Regions from separate parts of the Rattus norvegicus genome. Here region 2 is linked to region 1. The links are chromatin contacts, called in public Hi-C maps. All regions are on one chromosome and are shown on one strand. The core of a region is the stretch at or near the end of the contact, and the rest is flanking DNA. Distances in the headings are between cores, read along the strand shown.

Evidence for each region. A called contact is a pair of places that touch in the nucleus more often than the background predicts.
Region 2: a Hi-C map of hepatocytes shows a contact between it and region 1, with 2.5 times the contacts expected there. The contact joins two enhancer-like sites. A contact is called at or near these places in 6 of 12 Hi-C or Micro-C datasets (the A7r5 cell line, the Rat2 cell line, hepatocytes and 2 more).

What each region holds. Positions count from the first base shown.
Region 1 is chr17:17,990,881-17,997,588 of GRCr8, forward strand. All of the region lies in intron 1 of Kif13a (kinesin family member 13A), which reads left to right. Among named protein-coding and RNA genes, the nearest start is that of Kif13a, 21 kb to the left of the region's middle. Within about 2 kb of position 3,246, at least 33 of the 93 cell types and tissues checked have an H3K27ac peak or open chromatin away from gene starts, as enhancers often do. A contact at or near this core is called in the A7r5 cell line, where this site is marked.
Region 2 is chr17:18,060,852-18,067,559 of GRCr8, forward strand. The region is part of intron 2 of Kif13a (kinesin family member 13A); the gene reads left to right. Among named protein-coding and RNA genes, the nearest start is that of Kif13a, 91 kb to the left of the region's middle. Within about 2 kb of position 3,125, at least 44 of the 93 cell types and tissues checked have an H3K27ac peak or open chromatin away from gene starts, as enhancers often do. A contact at or near this core is called in the A7r5 cell line, where this site is marked.

The DNA.
Region 1 (6,708 bases), core at 1,996-4,495:
TCTTGGGGCATCCCACCCTACAGTTCCCAAGAGGCAGTTGGATCTCTGCTATACTTGGAAAGCAAGCTTGTCAAATCTCTATGTTCCTGTGTAGAGCACGGGGACCAGTGCTGTTCCTCAACTGGTCACTCCCCCCGGCATGCTCAGCGTTGAGGAAAATTCTCAACATGTGGTCCAAGAGTGTACATTGGCATAGAAGTCCCCTGAGAATGGCAAGCTGCAGGGATAACTTAGAATCTGGTCATAGTTGTGGTTTTAAGAAAGGCCTTTGTCTTTATCAATGCTTTACAAAGTTGCTTATGCAAACTCTACATTTCATTTACCAGCTCCTTGACAGAAAGTTGCTGGTGATACAACCGTGAGCTTAGTCCCATGGCTGAAAGTCACAGCAGGGGGACAGACGACTGTGGCTGGCCAATTGAGGGCAGGAAACCACACTGAGTACTAAAAGTTCCTGGGAAATAGTGGCCCGTGGCAGCCTGGATGCTGGTGTGACCTTGGAGACTAAGCAGGGGTCTTGGCTCTTGGGATCTTCAGTGTTTGTTACAATGTTTTTCCTTGTTTCTCTCTGCCTGAGACAAATTTGGTTTCCCATTCTTTCTGGGTGACTGAGTTGGGTTCTCTCTGTCTTCTCTTATTCCAAGCCGGCCGGCTGTAGATGAAATGGTTCTAGTTCTGTTGTTGTTGTTGTTGTTGTTGTTGTTGTTGTTGTTGTTGTTGTTGTTGTTGTTTGTAAGGTTGGAAGTCAAACCATAGCTTCATGCATGCTACTACATTGTCTCTTTCTAAACCATGACTCCAGTCTGTTATAGTTATTGTTATTGTTATTGTTATTATTATTATTATTATTATTATTATGATGCTTAATCCTAATGATGCATGAAGCTTTTCAGGTGTTCATATCTAACACCTGCCTTATACAGGGGAAAGGAATGGCCCCAGGTCTGTCTTTCTTCCTTTCCTTTCCTTTCCTTTTTCTTTCTTAGCTCAAGCAACTTCTTTGTTTTTAATGTTGTTTAATCTCACTATACACACGGCAGCTGTTCACCTTTGAAAACTTACAGTGGGGCTGGGGACTTAGCTCAGTGGTAGAGCGCTTACCTAGGAAGCGCAAGGCCCTGGGTTCGGTCCCCAGCTCCGAAAAAAAGAACCAAAAAAAAAAAAAAAAAAAAAAAAGAAAACTTACAGAATGTAGGTTAGAGATGAAGTATGGTTTGCTCATCAGGCTGTCAACAGTGTAATGCATTTCATGGCCGGTGTGCAGTAATTTATACCACTGGGATGCATAACTCCTTTCCTAAATCTCTGGAAATGGTTGCTAGGGGTACAGCGTCTAGGTACTCTGTGCCGGAGGTTTAGTCTGAGCACGGTTCCGTCTTGACGTTTTCTCTCACTCCTGTGTTAGCGTCTTCCTTTCTACAAACTTTCCCCTTCAGACTCCCTTGCTTCTGAGAAAGTATTCCTACCACAGGGAGCCCAGCATTTGCCGAGCCAGGCTATGTCCTGGTTGACTGTTCAGAGTTTTCTGTTGCCCTTTAGTGTTAGGAACACAGCCAGAAACTGGACCACTGAGGTGAGGCTCTCAGTACTTGACCTTGCTGAAGCTGGGTGACCTTGGATAGGCTGCTTCCACTCCGTGTGCTGTCACCTGCAACTTCAAGTCAGCTAGATGAGAGCACTCAGTGGCAGCTGTTTTAGTGACTTACTCTACATTGGAGTCGGAGCCCTGTGACAGAGGGATTACACAAGTAGTGGAATGAAGAGAACAAAGATTCCTTGAAATTACCTCTCATAATTAAGAAGGTAGGAGGATGCATTCAGGTGACTGCGTCTGGTCCATGTGGAAACCCCAGGCATGTCATGTGTTTAGTTAGATGTCACAGATGCTCTGCTTACTAGTCACCCTCTCCTCTCTCTCAGTCTGTCTGTCTGTCTGTCTGTCTGTCTGTCTGTCTGTCTCTCTCTCTCTCTCTCTCTCTCTCTCGGTGTATGCGCAGATGGTCATTCTTGGCCCACAAGACTCTCTTTGTCTTGTCCTTTCTTTCTTCCCCTTCTTCCTGACCTCCATCTTTTGTCACTTTCTCCTCTTTCCTTCTTCTCCTCCTTCCTCCTCCTCTCCCTCTTCCCCCTTCCCTCCCTCCCCTCTTCTCTTCAGTTTTGAGACAGATTCTCATATAGCCCAGGCTGGCCTTGAACTCACTATACAGCCAAGACTAATAATGTCAAGCTCCTGATCCCCCTCCCAAGTGTACCTTACTGTGCCCGGCTTGAGTGTCTTCTTAACTGTGTTCTTTTAGCTAGTCCTCAGAACTTTCGGATCTGCTCACTGTCAGAAACATGTTCCACAATCCTGAATACTTAACCGTTTCGAAAAATAGATCCTTTTAGTGGGGAGAAAGCAAAACAAGAAACAAACTCTAAATGGACATACCAGGCCATTTCCCACATATACCCGGGTTGTAGTGTGGGGCCACCTTAGAGGAAATGAAAAAAATTACACATAATTTTCACGAGTTAACAATGATGGATTTCATTTTAGCCTCACCTCTGTTTTTCCACCTATGTAGGTACAATTTTTAACCCAGTACTAAACTACATTAATTAATTTTCGTGTGTGTGTGTGTGTGTATGTATGTTTGTGTGTGTGTGTATATGTGTATGTATGTTTGTGTGTGTGTGTTTGTGTGTGTGTTTGTGTGTGTGTATATGTGTATGTATGTTTGTGTGTGTGTTTGTGTGTGGGTGTGTATATGTGTATGTATGTTTGTGTGTGTGTTTGTGTGTGTGTATATGTGTATGTATGTTTGTGTTTGTGTGTGTGTTTGTGTGTGTGTATATGTGTATGTATGTTTGTGTGTGTGTTTGTGTGTGGGTGTGTATATGTGTATGTATGTTTGTGTGTGTGTTTGTGTGTGTGTGTGTGTGTGTGTGTGTTTGGCGGAAGGTGCTTACATACCATGGCACACCTGTGGAGGTCAGAGGACAGTGTGCACCACCTGCATCCCAGGGATTGAACATGGATGCCAGACTTGGCAACAGGTGCCCTAATCTGCTGCTTCTCTGGGTTCAGATCGATCCCTTATAATTTGTCAAGTTTGTGTTATTACATTACTTTAGATTAGTGCTAAAGTGAACGTCTCTGTTATTATAACGGTGAGTCTAAAGTAAATGGCCAGGGCCAACCGAGCTCCATGCCGGGTCAGTCACGGGAGTTGGCATTGCAGGCATCTTGGGGTTGCCCTGGAAACGCCCGCTAACGATGCACACTCGGATAGCTTTGTTTTGAGTCACTTGTAATATTTTCCCCCCTTTCCTGCTGCTAAAAAGAGAATGGAACTTTTGACTCAGTGAAAGCTATGCGAGATTTTGTAAAGACCAGGAACCAGAAGTCTGGGTTCTCTGAATAATGGCTGAGTGCTGGCTGTGCAGATGGCCTTTTGGAGAACGTGACAAGGGACAAGAGCTCTAGTCTTCCCACATTATTTTCATATTTGAAGTCCAGTTTCAGAGGGCTTGTGCGCCTGGCCTCAGTGGACACATGTCTTCCTCCCCTCCCTCTCCTCCTCCTCCCTGGTCCTCCTTTCATTTTCAATACCAGGGACTGAACATAGAGCTGGTGGGTGCTACAGAAACACCCTGCTTGTGAGTCCTTCCTATTTATCGATTGATTTCTAACATTAAACAGAGTCTCACTAAATTGCCCACACTCTTCTCAAATCTCAAACTCTCCTTCCTCAGCCTCCCAAGGGCGGGGTCGTCACAGTGTACCACGCATAGTGTACCACGCGGTGTGATGAATGTGACATTTCTTTGTCACCAAGTTGTTTGTTTGTTTACCTAGCTGAAGAATCGGCATGACTTAGAAAGATCTGACACAGCAAGTGTTAAGAGGAAGTTAGTCAAGGATCCCAGGAAAGCCCGTAGCCTTTCGCTGAGGGTGCACGAGCCTCAGTGGCTATCCCTGTACTTTCCTAGAAAGTGTCCTCTAAAGGACACTTAGATGGGATTAAATAGAGCCAGATCTGGAGCTGTACAGATGACAGTGTCCCCTATGTACCAACGTGCATGCAAAATTTGCCTAGAGTGTCATCTGCCTGCTTCTATTTACTTCCGAAGAGTTCCTGAAAATGATTCTTCCCCTTCGAGAAAGCAGCATGGCAGTATCTCTGTGGACCCCCCACCCCCCACCCCAACATGCATATTTTATTTCTTTTTTTTTTTTTTTTTGGTTCTTTTTTTTTTGGAGCTGGGGACCGAACCCAGGGCCTTGTGCTTCCTAGGTAAGCGCTCTACCACTGAGCTAAATCCCCAGCCCCACATATTTTATTTCTTATAATGGACACTTCCATAGTTTTTATACATTTGCTTTCCTTTTATTTTACCCCAATGGCTTACTTAACTACTACTATTACTACTACTACTTCTTCTTCTTCTTCTTCTTCTTCTTCTTCTTCTTCTTCTTCTTCTTCTTCTTCTTCTTCTTCTTCTTCTTCTTCTTCTTCTCCCTCCTCCTCTTCCTCCTCCCTATAGTATAGGATATAAGGTACAGCGAACCATACCCTCAACTGATGATGTCCGCTTTTAAGAGCCACAGATAAGATTTATTAGGCTACCTTTTCAGGCCAGTAAACTGTCACACCTCATGAAAACTAGAAAAGCAGACTTACCTGAACGTCATTGGCATTTTTTTTAAAAGTTTTATGTTCTATAAGAATTAATGGGGCAGCTATGATGCAGGCCGTTTAAACCAAAGGAAAGAAGTTAATGGAGCTGACTTGCCCCAACCTGAATAGTTAGGTCCCGGATTAATAGACTTTCAGCCCAACTTCATTAAGGTATAGTTCACCTAAGATAAAACGCACCCATTCAGGGGTGGCCTCCTTGAGTTTTTACAGTTGAGTGCACCCTGTAGCCACCGCCAGCATCAGGGTATTGAATGCAGCCATTACCCAGGTGTTTTCTGGGACCTGAGTCATTGGTGAAGCATCCGTCCTGTAAAATCCTCTCCACTCAGTACAGCATTCTCCCCTCGGAGTCTCTCGTTCTTGAGCATGCTCACTTTGTCTTGTGCTCCTTCACTGTCTCTCCCCGTCTTCTCTCTTGTGCGCTGGGTTTGCACATCCAGGACGCACTTCTACACTGAACTACGTCTTCAGCCTCAAACAGCTTTTACTCTATTTCCCTTTCCTTCCCTCCCCCTCCCTCCTTCCCCAATTCTTCCCTTTTTTTTTTTTTTTTTTTTTTTTTTCCTGGACAGAGTCTCATGTATCCCAAGCTGCCTTCGAACTCACTGTGTATCTGGCCTTAAACTCACTATGTACACCAAGCTGGCCTGGAACTCACTTTGTATCCCAAGCTGGCCTTGAACTCCTGACCCTCCTGCCTCTACTTCCCAAGAGCTGAGATCCCAGATGTGCAGTATCACACGAAGTCCCTTCCCGTTTGTCTGGGTCTCAGCCTGTCGTGGGAAGCATACTCTTCGTTATCCAGACTGCCTGGCTATGTAATCCTCTATGGGATGAAGACTGTGTTTGTGCGCCTTGAGCTCGATAGCAGGTAAAGGACAGGGAGATCTGCAGTCCAAATGATCAACTGCACCCACGTAAGAAGCTTTGGGGCTGATGGATAATGTAAGCCTCATCCATCAGTCACGGTGCGTTAATAAGCCAAAACTAATGGCAGAAATCGAACGTGAGTCCTGCAGGAATGGGTCCAGTTGAGTGGAAGGCTGTCGGGCTGCCTGGGTTTTTTCTTCTAACTCATGGAAGCCCAGAGGAAAGGGGAATTTATTGGGCAGAACGGAAGCCACCTCACGGTTTCCGTGAAACGCGTGCAGCCCACCGCTTTCCTGGCGTGGTTGCTCCAAGGGCTGGGTTGGTGTCCCCGTGCTATGGAGGGCCCCGCCACGCCCATCAGCAGACACAGTCCTTTCCTCCTCATCCTGACTGGCTCTTCACATCAGGAAGGCTCACGGTTCCCACCCTCACTGGACACCGTTTCTCTCTCAAGGCTCGCTGCTTCTCCTAAGTCTTCCGGCATTTCTAGGAAAAACATGACTATTCGAAACCAGCTTTCGAATTTATTGCCATGTGATCAGCTCCTACAAAAGAAGGAAGGAGCTTGCCAGTGGACGATTGAACTTCCTTAATTGTTTGGTACACATTGATTCCACCCGGTTATGGGGCTGGAAGAAAAAGATAATGCTAGCTTAGTCGAAACCAAAGTGCTTAGGACCGGAAGCGTCTCAAAGTTTGGATTTTTTTTTTCTTCAGATTTTTAGATGTTTGCTCATGTACAAAACGAGATAGGAATGGGAACCATGTCTGAATATGACACATTTATGTTCACATATACCACACATCCCCTGAAGGCAGTTTTTTTAAAAGACAGAGTCTCATGTTCCAACCCTGGCCAGGTTGGAACTCTGTGCAGACCAAACTGGCCTCAAACTCACAAAGGTGCCTCTAGCCCTATGCTGGGATCAAAGGCATGTGTCACGGTACCTGGGCTCACACTGTCTTTAGACGTTTGCCAGTCCTAGGGAGTGAATGCAGCCCTTCACCTTTGTGAGGCAAGTGCCCTCCTCCCGAGCCCAGCCCAGCCACGAGCCTGCACTATGACTGCGACCTATAGCCCGCTAGGCCCGGTGCTACACAGGGCCGCTGGAGATTCTGTCCAGTTGTAGAACAGGTGCTTCACATCCACAAG
Region 2 (6,708 bases), core at 1,875-4,374, 70 kb after region 1:
TTAGAAAAATCTCATTTCCTAAAATGAGCCCTGCTAGTAGGTCTGTGGTTTCCAAGAGCTTTGCTATTTGTTTCCTGCCTGCTCACCTTTAACTCTTACTGCAGATTGAAAAAGCAGTCTGGGGGCTGGAGGGGTGGCTCAGTGGTTAAGAACACTAACTGTCCTTCCAGAGGACCCGCATTTGGTTCCCAGCACCCCTCTGGGCGGCTCACAATCTCCCATGACTCCAGCTCTAAGGAATCTGGTATTTTCCTCTGGCCTCTTCAGGCAGCAGCAGCACACATGGGATACACAGACACATAATACATAAATAAAAATAAGATGAGGGCTTCCCCGGTTCCTCCCCACGTCTGGCGCTCCCTCAGACTCAGCGGGCCCCCCTCGGGCCGCCGGCCCTTCCCGAGGCGGCGGTCAGGGGGGCGTGTCGAGAGCCCCCTCTGGGCGTTCCCGGCCGAGCGCCTGGCTTGTCCCGCCCGTTGGCGGGCCGCAGCCCGGTGCCGGGTTCGAGGCGTCCCGTGTCCCGTGTAAAAAAAAAAAAAAAATAATAAGAACAAGTGTTTTTTTAAAGGAAAGGAAGGCTAGCATTCCGATGGTGGTATATGTGGGGGTCAGTATGGATAATATTCCTTAACCTGGGAAATTCTGAACATTGGCCTATTAATTATGTAATGTTTCTTGCCATATGGTGTTTTGCTCAAATTTACTGAAACCATGTGTTCTTGGGCATTTGTGGGTACCCCACAATCTGGAAGAAGAGATTTACTGCTGACTCCCGATCTTCTCCTGTGGCTCATGCGGTGTGAGGATACCGACGCACCTCCAGGCCGAGGGCTGAGCTGCAGGGCAGAGCTGAATGGCCATGTTTGATTCTGTTCCCATCTTGGGAGGAGGGGGAGGCGTTCCGTGGCCAGAGGTGGAAATGTTTAATTTCACATTGCTTAAGGGAAGCGAGACAACGGAGCCTGTGTGCATCAAAATTAACATTCTAAAAACTACTGACTGCCAAGTTAGAACCGGATTGTCGGCAGCATGGTGCGATATGAGTAGGTTTTAATGTATTTAGGCGTAAGGATTTGACTGTTGAAGTGTGTTCTTAGTAGCTACTTGGAGAAGGCCTGGGCTCTTGGGGTTGAGTTTCTTGGGTTCAATCAGTAGGTTATCATACCATTATTTCATTATCAGGAATCTGAGGATGAATCGAGACTCTTAGCAAGTTCTGTGCATCCAGGAAATAGCTGATAGTTATTAGTCATTCCGTAAAGCTGTAACGGTTCTTCATGGAGTCAGCAGGAGCACCGACGCTGGCTGTTCAGACATCATTAAGGTCGGCCCATATTGTACACGATGCCTGCTGTTCTGAGAGCCACTGACCAAATGGAAAACTCGGCTCAAACCCTTTGCAGGATTGATATTCTCTCTCTCTCTCTCTCTCTCTCTCTCTCTCTCTCTCTCTCTCTCCCTTCCTCCCTCCCTCTCTCTCTCTCTCTCTCTCTCTCTCTCTCTCTCTCTCTCTCTTCCTTTATGGTACTTTACAAATTGTCTCACACACGTGACCGTTCTGGTGACTCCACTTCGTCAAGTTCCCGAGTGTCCTAAGTCTCCTTGAAATCAGGAATCCTTTTTATTAAAGAATTTTTTTTATTAAAAATAAAGAGGAGGAGAGGGAGGGAGGGAGGGGGACATGTATATCAGAAGACAGCTTGCTGGAGTCAGGTCTCCCCTTCCACTAAGTGGGACTCAGGTTGCTGGGCTTTTGCAGCAAGCCCCTTTGTCTGCTGAGCTATCTCGATGGTCCAGAAAGTCTCTTTTTGCATTTGTTTAATTAAAGTATATAATCACAAAGACATCCGTTTGACATAAACCAGCTTGGAACCCAATACAACTGACCCTTCTAAAACTTTCCTCAGCCAGCAGAAGCATCAGGGCTCTCGCCTGCAGCGGGCCTGTATCAGTTCGGGTCATTAATGTTTATGAATCTCAAGAACTGGATAGGAGGGAGCAGTTTGATTCAGGAAAATATAGTTGGTAAAGATGCCCAAAATATGAACGATCAAGTTAATCCTATGAACTCTAAAGTAGATATATTTGTGTATTTAATCTTAGAGCATATGTTTATTAGACGTGTGTCTTTTTCTTACCTCCGGTGTCTACCCCGCCCCCAGGTCCCTTTTTAACTTGGGGACAGGGTTTCGTGTATCCCAGGCTGACTTCAAGCATGCTGTTTGGGGCTGGAGATGACCTTAAACTTTGACCCATCCTGCTCCCACCTCCCAACTGCTGGATTAAAGCCGTACACCACCATGACAGGGTTCCCCTGACTGGAGCTGGGACCTAGGGCGTCATGCACACCAGACACACACTGCTCTGACTGAACCACAGCCCTGCCTCCAGATAACCCTTTTAAATCCTACCCCACCCTGCCTTTTTTGTGTTTCCTTTTTCTGACCCAGAAACACAGTTTGACCTAGCTGTGTTCAGAGGGGCAGATAACAGTAACCGCGGTGTAAATATAGTCCGTATGCTGCAGTCCTTCCCAGCACGGTGCTAGAGGGCAACTATAATGACCAGAACAGAGTTAGATAGGAACGCTATTGTCTGCATTTCATAGATTTAAAAAATATATATATAGAGAGAGAGGTTACCCTTTAGAGGTGAAAGCGTTGACCAATGTAAATCAAAACAAAAATGGTGACACATTCTATAGATGATGTATGGATTCGACTCCTGTCCTGGACAGGACTCATCTCCCTGAGCCCTAGAGTGTTTCTGTTAGAAGCCCTGGTCTGGAGTTGAGCTGGGAGTGTTAGTGCTCAATTCTTCCCTCTAGACAGATGCTGTCCAAACTCCTGAGCCCATGTGCTTGGTTGAGCTGTTTGCACGTTTCCCCAAGACCACCATAGCCAGGAGTTCTAGAAGGGCCAGAAGCTTGGGTCTGCTACCTCACTGGAGAGAGTCACTGTATAGCGCTGTCAGAGCCCAGGGACGCTTCTTAGGCAGTAGCCGCTCACGTGGAGACAGGCTTCCCCGTCGAGCTTGCTTTCTCTTCTCCTTGCCCCCTTCCCTCTGAGTCAGCCACTTTATGCAGCCATAACAACAAAAAGAACCAGCTCCTGCCAGCCCTAGCAGAGTCCCCAGGCTGGAAACATTGTCTGGGTGAGTCACTCCCTGCTATGGTACAAGTGGCACTCCCCTGGACTGCAATTCTGATAGCACTTGGACGCCACCGTGGAAAAATGGCCTGAGGTTTACTTTCACTTCCTGGCCCAGTTTCTCAAGTTCTCTTTACCAGCTCCCTTCATGGTAAACTTCTGAAGTTGATTGAAAATTAAATTTCGCACCTCCGGGTCAAGGCTTAAAGTTTTTGTTCCTTTATCTGAACTAGAGCTTGGGTTCCTTCAACTTAAATATGGCCCAAAGTCTCTGGATGTGAGAAGTTTTGTGAGCTGTACTCCCCACACCAAAGGCCTTTGAGGAAGGAATTTGCTTAAACCTCATCCAAATAAGGCCTTCTTCTCCCTTCGAGGTATGCAAGCAAGACCTGTCCGTTCTTGTACTCTCCAGGTGCTCTGATTTGGAGCTGGGCCAAGTCCAGAGTCATCAAAATTACTGTGGCTGTCAGCCCTGTGTAGAGGAGAAGGCACCTTCATAAAGAACCAGGCCCAGGAAGTGCAGCACACACACACACACACACACACACACACACACACAGCCCGGCTCCCGCCACCCCAACTCCAGAGGAAAAAGAGAGGAAGAAAAGGAAGGGGCTTAAGAGATCAATTCGACCTTGGGTTGTGTTTTTATGGTTAGCTTCCACAGCTATAGGGAATCTGTGATCAAAACTTACACAGAAAACCTTTGGAGACCCCAATTCATGGCTGACTGGCCCCGTTGTTTTGGTATTGAGAGAAAAAAAAAAAAAAAAGACCACATATAATGATTGGCCTGTAAGGCGGAATAAAACCTTTAACCTCAAGGCCAAGAAGTAAAGAGGGAGAAACTGGGGTTCCAAATCCTCTTCCTGGGGTTGGTGATTTAGCTCAGTGGTAGAGCGCTTGCCTAGCAAGCACAAGGCCCTGGGTTCGGTCCCCAGCTCCGAAAAAAGAAAAAGAAAAAAAAAGTGCCTGGCCAAATCCTCTTCCTGCAAACCCCCAGTAATCCAAGGAGCCCCCCACACACTTAGGCTCCCACCTTCTAAAGATTCCACTAACTCCCACTAGTGCTACGCCCGGACAGCAGTCGTTACCTTGTGGGGCTTTGGGGACATGAAAGACCTAAGCCATAGCACTGTCCCAAGCTTAGGTACTATACTCTCCCATGTAGAAGACTATTCAGTGTAGGTCTGTACTGGGCTGCACCCTGCTTAAGAGTTTTATCCACTCTGATGTGTCAGCCGTGATGCTTTTTTAAATGTGGATTATGAACAACACAGACCATATCCTCTCTCTCTTTGTTCTCTTGCTTTCTAGGCCTCAGCCCGTCATGCCTGTTCAGTAGGTGGATGTTGGCCACAGGACTTATACCATTGTCTTTTCCCTTGTCCCAGGCTGTCTTCCTTAAGTGCTTTGCTCTCAGGACCCTGAATTGTAAAGACCTGGCATGGTGACTGGGAAGCCATTACTGCTGCTCCCAAGGGGTCAGGCGATGCCCACACAGGGAGACCCGGTGGTGTTGGTGTCTCAAAGATCCGTATCGTACGTGACTCAGTGTTGGGTGACTCAGACCGTGACTCAGCTTGCAGAAAGCCCACGCAGGAGCTCCTGTTACTGCTCTGACATCGTGTTACAGGTCTCACCGGACATGCCCATGTTTTACGACTTGTCTACATGGTCATAGGAGATGCCATTAGAAACCCTGAAGGAAATTGGCGTCTTGGCCATGCTTATTAACAGTGAGGTCAGATGCGGCGTGTCCCGTGGACTCACCACAGCGGGCGTGTGCAGCTGACGTCTCCACAGATGCCCCCGACACTGGTTCTGTTCAGGAGCCACAGGCCTCTTGGGTTTGGCAGTGTCCTGGCTTTGCTTGGTTTGTCTGGGTTGGGGACAAATACCCAGAGGTCCTCCTGTTTCCCACAGGACTTCTGAACTTCCCTGTAGGCTTTTGCCTAGGCAAACAGCACTTCCTTCTGCTTGAGTGTAAACTGTACAGTAATTGGGAAGCGGTCAGGGTGGGGACATTGCATGTTTTATGAGATCTGAATTCCCTAGTTCCCACCAGGCAGCTTAAACAGCTGCTGGTTTTTGGGTTTTTTTTTTTTTTTTTTTTTTTTTTGGTTTTTTTTTGTTTTTTTTTTTTTTTTTTAATGAGCCAAGGTTCAAAAGCAGTGGATAAGTCATTCTTTCCTATGCTGGGAAAGGCTGTTAGCTTTTAAAAAACATGGAAGTGAACAACGCAGAACGTTTTCTTAAAAATGAAAAGGCCTCGCATCTGGGGATGGAGCTCAGTGGTTTGAGCACTGACCTAGCACGTAAGTCCCCAGTACCACAGAGGGAAAAGAACGGCCTTCATTATCTGGGCCAACCATGGGTCTTCGTGTGGGTCTTCGGGATGTCCAGGGTTCTAAGGCAGAGTGAAGAAGTGAAGCCATCCCTGCTCTGCCTGTAGGGTACGCTGCTGTTGATGGGGGCAGGGCCCACAGTATGATCCACAGTGCACTTTGAAGATTTGGTTAACCGTTTGGATCTTGGCTATGTTCACAGCTGTTCTTCCTGTAATGGCGGTTCCCTGATGTTGGCTGAACAAAAGAATTGGTTCAGTGCAACTGCAGCCCGGGGCTCATGTGTTCACAGAGCCTCGAGGTGGGAAAATAGCGAGAAGCCCATAGAATTGGTCCGTTTGCCATTTTACTGACGCTGTTCTTTGTAGTGTGTTCTTTCCCTCTGAAACATTCTATCCTAATGTTGCAAAGGAGTGGGAACTAGTTTGCCTATTCTGGGTTCTATGCCTTAGCACGCTGTGCCTCTCTCTCTCTCTCTCCACCAAGAGAGCTAGGAAAAAACCTGGCAACAGATGACTCCTTTCTCAGGAGTGCTGTCCGCTGTCTTATCCTTTTCACTCTCATTCTTAAAACTAGGAAGCTGCCCAGAGCTCTCACAAAGACAGGAGGAATGAATGGTGGCTGATTAGCTTCCTTCTCTTTGCACCAAACTAATGACAAGACGATGCTCACTGTAGATAATGACTAAAGAATCATCCCAGGCTTTGTGCTCGTGAGGCACCGTGGCTGGTGCCTCTGTGACCGTCCTGACATCCATGGGGTCTTCCCAGAGCCCCACAGCCGGTGAGAGGCAGCACACATGACTCAAAGAAAATGTGCGCAAACTCCTCTGAGATCCAGGTGTGAAAACTGTGAACAAAAAACTGTAAAGGAAAGAGAAAGGATTTGGGCATTACACATTTTGCTTTTAAGGCTGGGCAGTGGTGGCCCATGCCTTTAATTCTGGCACTCGGGAGGCAGAGGCAGGCAGATCTCTGAGTTCAAGGCCAGCCTGGTCTACAGAGTGAGTTCTGTGACAGCCAAGGTTATCTGGCTCAAAAAAAGTTTTTATTTTTATTATATAGTGTGTGTATTATATTGCATGTGGAGGTCAGAGGGCAACCTGTAAGGGCATCGGTTCCTCCTTCCCACCCTGTAGGTTGCAGGGGACAAGGAGGAGTCTTCAGGTGGTGAAGCGCTCTGTTACCTGCTGGGCTATGAGCTCTCTCACT